Regions from separate parts of the Rattus norvegicus genome. Here region 1 is linked to region 2. The links are chromatin contacts, called in public Hi-C maps. All regions are on one chromosome and are shown on one strand. Each heading gives the region's core, a stretch centred on a gene start, on an enhancer-like site or on the middle of the called end of the contact. The rest is flanking DNA. Distances are from core to core; before and after follow the strand shown.

Region 1 (4,741 bases), core at 688-3,187, 140 kb after region 2:
CTCCGAAAAAAAGAACCAAAAAAAAAAAAAAAAGGTTTAATGCTTATTAAAAGATTATTCAAGGTGATCTGCTGATCCTATCAGCACCATAGTGGCATTTTGTACAGAAATAGGAAAATCTAGCCTAAATTTACATAGAATCTCAAAGAGCCTTAAATAGCCAATATAATCTGGAAATAGAAGAGGAAGGAGGAGGAGGAGAAGGAGGAGGAGGAGGAGGAGAAGGAGAAGGAGAAGGAGAAGGAGAAGGAGAAGGAGGAGGAGGAGAAGAAGAAGAAGCCGCCACACAAAAGAGGTCTCACATTCTGATTTCAGATAACCAAAAAGAAAAACGAAAAAGAATTCACCACCATGGTAATTCCTACAGACACAGATCATCAATTCAATCGTTGAATATATAACCTCTCACATATATGATTGGAAGACTTGCAACCAAAGCTAAAACTGTTTTGTAAAGGGAAAGAGTCTTTTAACAAAGGGTGTTGGGGAAACTATGTATCTGCATTAAAAAAACAAAACAACAAAACAAAAACAGAAACCTCTCCCTGACATTCTCGAGTGATGTGCCTCCTTACTAAATCGCTTTCAAGAGAAGCCGAGTGCTGTGTAGTGGTTAACACGACCAACTTGACACACCTAGGAGACAAGCCTCCACTCATACCTAGGTGGGACGGAAGTGTAGGCTAGCCTCTAGAAAAGCCGGTGAAGGCTTTCTTAGGTTAATTGAGGTAGAAAGGCTTGGCCACGGCTCCTGGCAGTGTTCCCCAAACTGTATAAAATGCAGGAAGTGAGCTGAGGACTCCATTCTCTGTCTCCTGACTATGGGTGCAATGTGACCAGTTCCTGCGGTTGACTTTCCCATCATGGTGCACTGTATACATGAACTGTAAGGCAAAATAAAGTTTTTATACCTTAAGTAGCTTTGGTCAGAGTATTTTATCGCAGCAACAGGAAAAGGAACCAAGACAACTTGTCTCACAAGACTGGTGAAAAAGCAAGAATTTCATGTCAGAATAAATGACATCTAAGATGAGGCCAACAGGTACAGTTATCACCTGCGTGATTTTCTATGGCCTTTTGAAGACAATTTTATCTATAAATTGCAAACCACCTATACACATAAGTTAAAAAAAACTATTAGAAAGCAAGATCTGAAAACACATTTTCGTGTACATGCTCATAGCAGTGGCCAAAAAGTTAGCCAGGTGTCTGTGCAAAGAAGTGGGAGTGAGTTCTTAAAGAAGGGATGGAAACTGGAAAAGAGGGTTGAGCAATGAGGACACTGTCACATCTGACACAAGCCAGTTACAGAAACAAGACACGCACTGGAAGATTTCCCTAATGAGATAGCTAAAATAGTCAGATTTACCGAGACAGGACTGTGGCTATCACACAGGCACACCATACTTTCCACTATCAACACCCGCCCCCACTCACACACACAACAGAGGCAGGGGAGGATGACGATGAATATATCTTCCAGCTGTATATCCTAACAAGTTTGGGCAGCATACATTTTTTTAAGACTTCTGTCTTGCTAGTTTCATCAGAACTAGGCAGTCTTCGTGTCAATGGTAAGTCTCATTAATTAGGGTTTATTGGGTTCACTGAAACAGTCCTGGTCTTTAAGTGCTTAGAGCATCTTTTGGCCACAGACAAGACTCTATATCACTAGATAGAGCTCTGTGAAGGATTCTCTGTAGATAAGTTCTCAGCACAAGGATTGCATTCTCCTGAGAACATGCTCAAGTGTCTACATGGCTCTGAAGAAGACACTGACCTCTTTGAAACCAGAACTGAAAGGCCCAGTGAACTGGGGGGGGGGGGGGGGTGACTCGTGGTTGCACAAATTCTTTTCAACTCTGGGTCTCAGAAAGGCTAAGTGAAAAGAGTCGTTGGAAGATTCAAAATAGAATCTGTCACATTCCGATCCTGTGAGATAATGCATGGTCTTGCAGAGGCATTAAAAAGGAAGACAGATAATCTAGGGCTCTGTTTAATGTGATTTATTAGCTTCTAAAGATTCAAAGACTATGAAAATAATTCACATATAAGAATTTACTGATGTATGCATCTACCCTGTTGGACTCTGTTAAACTGAAAAGAACGGTTAAATCCTGGGATACGTGAGTGCCAGAGGGAGGAGGGCCTTCCTTCCAGCCGGTATGGAGCAGAGTTTGTATTTAAAGATTGCTGCCTTTCCACTCCTTTTGTCTAAGAGGTAAAGTAACATAGCATTTTCAGGAGCTTTCAGACGCCCCATGGTTTCCTACAGACTTCTTTGGTACACAGCAGTAAGAATTTCCCATAAGAATTGAGGTCTTTTCTTGACCTCTAGAATTCTCAGTGTGTTTTCTTCAAGGCAGCTGCCTTCTTCCGAGCCTCTTATAAATTAGCTGTGTATTTTCTGGGATCAACCACATCCTCAGAAAACTGACTGCAGCTCATCCAAGAAACCTGACCTCCATCCCTCCCTCTCCACAGACAGCTGTGTGGAAGTTTCAGGAGCAATAACTCACACAGAGACTCCTCTGTGGCCCCAAATTTGGACACGTTTTTATGAGGATATTCACTGGCCTCAGCAATTTGGCAAATGTAAGAACTCCTAATTCCATGGGGTCAAATATCCTCCCCAAACTAAAACTGAAAAGTTAACTGACTCAAGGAAAGGACTTTGTGATATACCAAATGTCCAGCGGCCTCTTTCATGGCCTCCTCTTCTCGTCACCCATCTCCCTTGTTTGTGACCCTTTAATAAAGTCATTTTCAAGGATCTAATAAGAACTGTGTCAGTAGCCCAAATTAAAGACTCTAGGAAAAACAGAAAACTCCTCCTCTGCCCTCCTGTGCAAGTGAAATGAAATTGCAAATAAAAGGTAAGGAACAAATTGAGGACAGCATCAAGACAATGGTACCTTTGGTGCAGAATGGAGATGTTTAAACAGACTGTAGACCAGCGGCTGGAGAGACGGAGCAGCAGTTAAGCTATTCTTTCAGAGGATCCTCATGGTAGTTCACAACTGTCTATAACTCCAGTCCTGGGATCCAATGCCCTCTTCTGGTTTCTGTGGGCACCAGGCACACACAGGATGCATAGACATATGCATGCAGACAAAATATCCATACACATAACATAAAGAACTAAAATTTCAAATAGTAAATTTTAGACCAAAGGAGATGAGAGTACTAATTCACTTCGATAACAGTACCAGCATTATGGTTATGTTTTGTTTTTTACTCAAAAGACTAGTGTATTTATAGGTGAAATCACAATGTCTAGAATTTGCTCTTAAGAAGTCTAGCATAGAGCCACTGAGATGGCTCAGTGAATCAAGACTATTGCTGCCAAGACTAGTGAGATCCCTGGGTCCCACGTGATAAGGAGAGATTGTTGTCCTCTGACCCTTATGTACGTTCTCATGCACACACACAGTAAATAAATAATATAATTTTTAAAATTATAAAAAATCATAAAATATAAATAGTGGCAAGAGTACAGATGATATACAATGGGTACAGTGTTGATACCAAAAATAGGATGATTTATTTACAGTGTTTGGATGACTTTAGACAATTAGATTTACATACATTCAATTTGTTGACTGCTAAATTTCCTGGCCTTGGTATGCAGTTAAAGTCCTCCAGGTTCTATAAATGGGAAGGAATTTGTTTGCTGTCTCTAGGTCTAAAGAATATAATTAGCTTTTCTGGGAAACATCAAGGGAAATTAGGAAACTTAAATTCAATCCACATTTACTTACTTGCAAATGTAACTTTTATTTGACAGATGTAATTGTCATCTCCAAGGCTTACTATTGAATTAACTCACCCTTTCTTGCTCTTTCTGAACACTGGCTGGCTAGTTCAACTCAGATGTTGTTGCTAAAACTCCTCTCCAAGCTGACTGATTCAAGCTGGCTTCTCTTGGCTTCTCACTGAATTGCTCTGTTTGGCCTCAACTAAGTTTGGCAATAAGTTCTAATCTGCCGGCTCCTTCTCATTCTCTGGCTTAGTTTGTCTTCACTTTTGTTTATCTTGTTCTCTCTGTTAGCATCAGGTGTATCCGTGTACAGCCAGAAACTCTCTAGAGCCAGCTCCCATTGCCATGGCTATGAGACCTGTCTAGGTGACAGTGCTGCCCCTCTTGTGCATGCACCACATGAATCACTACCCAGATAAAAGACATGTCCCCTGACCCATAGTCCCTCTTTCCTCCTCGTCTCTCTCACCCCACTCAGAGGCTGCCTCTACCAGTAAAATCTCACACGTGAGACTTGTTGCCACCATGATCTGTCCAGGACTGCTTTGCATATTCCATTTTATCATTCTTTGTAAAATTGTCCCAGCAAAACTGCCTTCCTCACCCCACCTCCGGCACTGCTTTCTTAAGTCACCTCTCTTTCCTGTGCTGTTCTCATGAGATATCCTATCTCTGACTCATTCAGTCAGATCTTTCTCTGATTCGTCACTTTGCCTTCAGTTAGACGTCACCTTCAAATACGAACTCATTTCCTTCTACGAACTCATTTTTCTTTCATTGTTTGAGATTAAAGGCATGGATGAAGGGTACCTCTGTATTCCAGCCAGAGGTATTAAAGGTATGCCATTCTAGCCAGATCATACAGACCTAGGTCTTTGGATGTCATCGTTGCCAGAGCAGCCGTGTTGCTGGATTAAAATTCCTCTACACTTACTCTTACACAGGCAATGCCTAATAACGACGAGAGTGGTGGCTGTCTGA
Region 2 (5,192 bases), core at 156-2,655:
CCCAACAGCATTAGAGCTTCCGGTTTCCCAAGACACATCAGAAACCCAGATTTTGTGTGTGTTCCACCTCCTGATTCTGGGAGGAAGCAGGGGAGGCTAGCAACTAATTCCAGTTCTTCAAATGCATCAAGTGGGCCAAGCAAACATGTATGCAGGCTGAATTGAACCAGTGAGCCTCCATTCGCAAAGTTACTTTCTGGTTAGTGAGGTAGATTACACATGTATGAAGTCACTGACTTAAAATGCAGCCCACATGACTAAGAGCCTCAGTGTGTGGCTCAGTGTGTAATGGAGGAGGAGTTCAGAGAAAAGGAAAGGAAGGCTAAGGAGGGGAGCATGCACTCCAGGCAGTTAGACCTCAGCCTGCCCGGGTGGGGAAGGTGTATCCTCAAGATGAGATTGCAGGGGCCTCGCAGAGGACCCTGAGCTGTAGTTGTAACGGAGACTTGGCTCCCACTGTTCTTTCTTTCCTCCACATTCACTACTCGCTGACTCTTAAGCCAGCTCACCCTAGAACTCCACTTGTACCACCTGTTTACAAGTCACCCATACTACCTCCTCTTATTTTTCTTTTTCCTCCAATATAATTTTTCCTTTATAGGAAATGTAACGTTGTCTCCACTCTCAGCAGAACAGTAATCATGGCCTACCATGAAGAATGAGAGGACTGTTACTGTATACGTGGCTGTTTGTGCTGTAAATGATAGTGTGTCTCTACCATTTTGTGAATTGGCAGCATGCCATCTGACGAGCAACTCCAAACATGGTGATTGTGATTTCTCACTTTAAATTCCTTTCTTCTTTATAAGCAAGTCTAACCAGAGTTAAACACCTTTGAGCTTCTGCCTCACCCTGAACAGCTATAAACAATATTCCGATCAGAATATCTACTAACCCAGAGTCTGACCATCTTGAAGGGTTACTTTAATTTGGAGACTTGGCTCATGGTCGTTATTTTATTTATTAGATATAGTTTGCAAGATTAGAAAAGAAGTCACCCATATAAAACTTCACCAAAACTCTGAGCATGAGGCAGAAACAAAACAAATTTTGAAAACATGACATTTCTTTCTGTAAAAATGGAGCATTTCAAGATGGACTGATGTGTTCTGGTATTTGAGAATACGAATCAGTCTAACCAGATGTGAAAATCATGCTACATGTGTGTCCCCAGAACTTAGAAGTGAGATCTGTCAGAGCCCTTACTGCCGGTACCGAGTGTTCACACTGGAGGGTGGAAAAAAAAAACTGCTTCTAAATTCTCTCAGACCCAACTGACTTACGCTTCTGGAAGGGCTGGTGGAGGCATTGTTCAGAGTTGTTTTTCTTTCAGCCTGTCTGTTCTCTAAGGCCCAGAAACAATGGGGACTTTGAAAGTGAGTCTGAAGTCTGCTCTCAGCCTCCAAGGACTCTTTCCTTTTAAGGCTACTGAGCTGTCTTCTGGGAATGTATTTGGGATTTCATGGATTGGGAAGGAGGAGGATGTATCAAAGTAAACATTTCATGAATTCTGCTGTGCAGTTTAACTTACTAAACAGACAGAAACCTCTGAGTATTTCCTGTGTATCTTAAAGGACCAATTTGTCACCAACTCTGGGCTTCCACTGGCTTTTTCCAACTTCCCTTCCCAACAGCCTCACACAGATACAGTACATGATGCTTCTTTTTCTTTAACTTCGACACCACTTCTCAGGTGTAGGACCAATGTAATTTGCCAGGATTCAGTGCACTTGGGCTGTTGACTTAGTTTATGGCATAGCTGGTTTCCATTCTTTTAGTTTTAATCATTACATCCCAGTATTAGGCTCACAGAACGTCCTTAAGGTTCTCCTAATTCTCCATAGGTCCGGAATGAAGGAAGAAAGACACTGACCAGAGACTTGGAAAACGTTCACAATTCATATGGTATACATGATTTCCTTTTGGTGCTTTTCTCTAACGTCACAGTCATTAAGGGCAGGCTGGCAGGTGGCATTCATGTATAAGAATACTTCTAGTAAGTTCCATGTTGTAATCTACCACATATGACTCACATGACCAAACAGCTAATTTTTGAAGAGATTCTGCTGAATTTTCACATAGTAAATAGTTTGGAAATCAAACGTTTGAATAAAAAGTAAGGAACCCAAATAAACAAACAAAAATCTAATTTTGATACTGCTTGTGCAAGGTCTATCTACAAATATATGTTATGCACACACCCAAGCCATGTGCATAGCAAAGTCTGGTGCTGTGTGCTGTGTGTTATGAAGCCTTACATACAGTGTCTAATGACATTGAGGAGGATGAGATTAAAGGAATACACTGTAAGGTGGGGATGTATAGACAGTACTGTGGTGGAGAGACACATTGAGCAGTTCGTGTGATATTTTACTGGCAATTTGCTGCGGATGCTGCCTCTTTGTTGCTCAGAATGTGAGCTGATCCTGTGTGTATCAGGTATCAGCATCAAAAATGCACATTATCCAGGCCCATAGTTACCACTGAATCCAAATCTCTGGGGTGGGAATGAGCTAGCCAATCTTTTTGCCCCTGCAAGTTGAAAATCACTACTCAGAAATCCTCTAGATGATTCTAAGGCATACTTTAACCTCCACCATGGACAGTGTGGGGAACATACCTGACTTTTACACCGAAAGAAATTCTTGTCTCTCTTCCCTCCCTATTTCTCCACAGCTGCATTGTATCTAGTCTCGTGACAGTTAGGAGCTGCCAGAGCTCTCACGATTTTCTGTGGCATGTGTGTAAACCCAAAATGTCCTTCCACAACTTTTTTGGAGATTTTATTGCTCCTCCTCCCTTTGTGAATGAGAGTCAATCACTCACTTATGAAATCACTTACAGAAAATTCAGTATGGTTCAGGTAGCAGTTACACATTTCTCTCCCTCCAGGGGTCTCCGTTGCAAAGAATTCGTATAGTGCTAAAGTGTTTTGTTTATGTGGGCAGTCATTGCCATGTGGTGAGATTAAAAACAGACTAAATAAATGTTTTGGCGATGTCGTGGGTAGTGGTGATTAAAGCAAGAATAATGTGAAACTGCTTGTTAACCACCCGGGGTCCAGATGGAATTCTGAAATCCTGGGGTAGACCATGAAGGTTTCCTTATGACTATATTCATAGACGGTCATACTATTTACTCCAAGGATATTCTGCTTCAAGAGACTGTTTTCTTTCTACAGAGAAACACCTGAAAAGTATGTGTCCCAAACAGACTTCTTACTCAGGGGCACTTTTGTGCAGAAGGGCAAACATGGAGTCTGATTAACCCTCACAGGCCCACTGAGAAACAGCCACACAGAATATGGGAGTTTTTCACCCAGAGTCTGCCTTCATTTCCAGATATCATCTAAGAAATGGGAAAATTTCCTACGTTCACAATTTGACCCAAAATAGGGGTCCCTCTTCAAACAGAATAAACTGTGCCATCGCCCCCTCTTCCTGTCCCTTCTTAGCACTTCCACAGGCTCCTGAGTGGCCATGGGCTTGTCACTTTGCTGTTGCTATATAAAGCATGGTGACCAAAGGCAACTTAAGGAAGAGAGTGTATCTGTGTTTGCAGTTCCAGAGAGATAAGAGTCCACTGTGGTGAGGAGTGGCAGCAAGCAGCCAGCACACCTCCCACAGCAACCAGACCAGGAAGCTGTGCGCTCACATCTTCAATGCACAAACGTGAAACACAGAAGGCACATAGGAGCAGTGATAGCCTTTGAGTCTCAAGGCCTGTGCCCAGTGATATTCTCTCCCCACAAGGCCACACCTCCTAACCCCCCCCAGAAAAACACCAACCGCTGGGGACCAGTTAGTCAAATGCCCATACTATGGGGAACATTCATCACTCAAACCACCACATCCCCCATTGACTCTGGAATCTTTGTTGAGCTACAAACTCAGTTAATGCCAGCAACTGCTCACACAGTTCTGGGTTGAGTCTATCAGTTGTGAGCTTCTGATAGGATTTTTCTCTCAAAGAAGAAAAACTTGTGTATTATGTTAAAGGTTAAGTCAACATTGCTGTGAACATAGATTAGTTTCTCCTCGTCTTCACTTTCTAGGAGGGAACATAGTACTTTGTGGCAGTTTACCATGTTCCGGCTGAGTGATTAATGTTTTCCTGAAAGGGGGTTAGTTATGAGTATAGAGTAGAATATTTCTTCCAAAAGGAATATTTTCAGGTCTCTTACAATTACCTTTTAAAGGACATAATTCAGATGAACCAGTTATGGAAAACAGCATGCAATTAAGTATTCAGCATGAGAGGACCACTATCAAGTACATGGCTGCAGGGCACTTGTTTAGATACCTTAAAGGACATGCTCACAAGGCTGTGGGTGACCAGAACAACAGCAAAGATAAACCAGACTGTGCCCTTTTTTTTGCAAGCACTCCAGCATAGAGAACACTATCATAATTCCATAAATTAATAATGTAAAACCATTGTGTTTTTGTGAATCCATAGGTTATCAGTCCCAAGAAAAGTCCAGCTTGTTCTTGCCCTCATCCAGCAGGTGGCGCTATGAAATAGAAGGATTGGATAGATCAGGGACTAGTTTGTGGTCCACAGAGCCAGTCCTGACATTAGCAAGTATCTACATGACTGTCACCAATAGCAGTTGACACACTCGAAAATCTCCACAAAAGTCCAGTGCCTCCACACTTTGGTTCAGTTTAGTTTCTCATCTTCTGTAAGGCTGCTGCCTCCATGAAGACCGGCAGTGTTAGGCACTCACACAGCCATTAGCAGAGGCTCTTGCACTGCGGAGTCAGTGATGGCCTTTAAAAGAGTGCAGCTGCGTTTCTGCACCTGGCTACTAGTATGGAGCCCTTCTTCCATCTGGGGAGAAAGTCACAGTTCCCATGATCCAGGTGTAGGACTTTTTAGCCTCCCTGCTTGAGAAAAAATCTATTACCTTCTTGGATGAATTATCTTATTTATGCAACACTCTTACCTACACCAGCCATTTGCTGCCTACTGCACTCTACTCTAGGCAAGCAGGTGATTAAAAGAAGGGAAGGGAATTGCCCACTGTGTCCCAGATCTTTCCTTTTAGAAACACAGTCTACTGGTGTGGGGGGGAGGGGGGAGGCAGGACATGCAGACAGTTGAAACAGTGGCCCAGTCAACAGGCTAGTGGCTGCTTGCGGCTGCCTCCTGGGTACCAGACAAGCTTGTACTCCTAAGAACTTTCACTC

Evidence for each region. Hi-C and Micro-C count contacts between places; a contact is called where the count stands out from the background.
Region 1: a Hi-C map of Schwann cells shows a contact between it and region 2, with 4 times the contacts expected there. The contact joins two enhancer-like sites. A contact is called at or near these places in 3 of 12 Hi-C or Micro-C datasets (Schwann cells, hepatocytes and prefrontal cortex) and 1 of 1 datasets of contacts at active chromatin or transcription factors (oligodendrocytes).

The regions. Positions count from the first base shown.
Region 1 is chr11:56,737,719-56,742,459 of GRCr8, forward strand. No RefSeq gene overlaps it. Among named protein-coding and RNA genes, the nearest start is that of Tmem30c, 31 kb to the left of the region's middle. Within about 2 kb of position 1,938, at least 17 of the 93 cell types and tissues checked have an H3K27ac peak or open chromatin away from gene starts, as enhancers often do. A contact at or near this core is called in Schwann cells, where this site is marked.
Region 2 is chr11:56,598,921-56,604,112 of GRCr8, forward strand. All of the region lies in intron 1 of Cmss1 (cms1 ribosomal small subunit homolog), which reads left to right. All of the region lies in intron 1 of Filip1l (filamin A interacting protein 1-like), which reads right to left. Among named protein-coding and RNA genes, the nearest start is that of Filip1l, 45 kb to the right of the region's middle. Within about 2 kb of position 1,406, at least 21 of the 93 cell types and tissues checked have an H3K27ac peak or open chromatin away from gene starts, as enhancers often do. A contact at or near this core is called in Schwann cells, where this site is marked.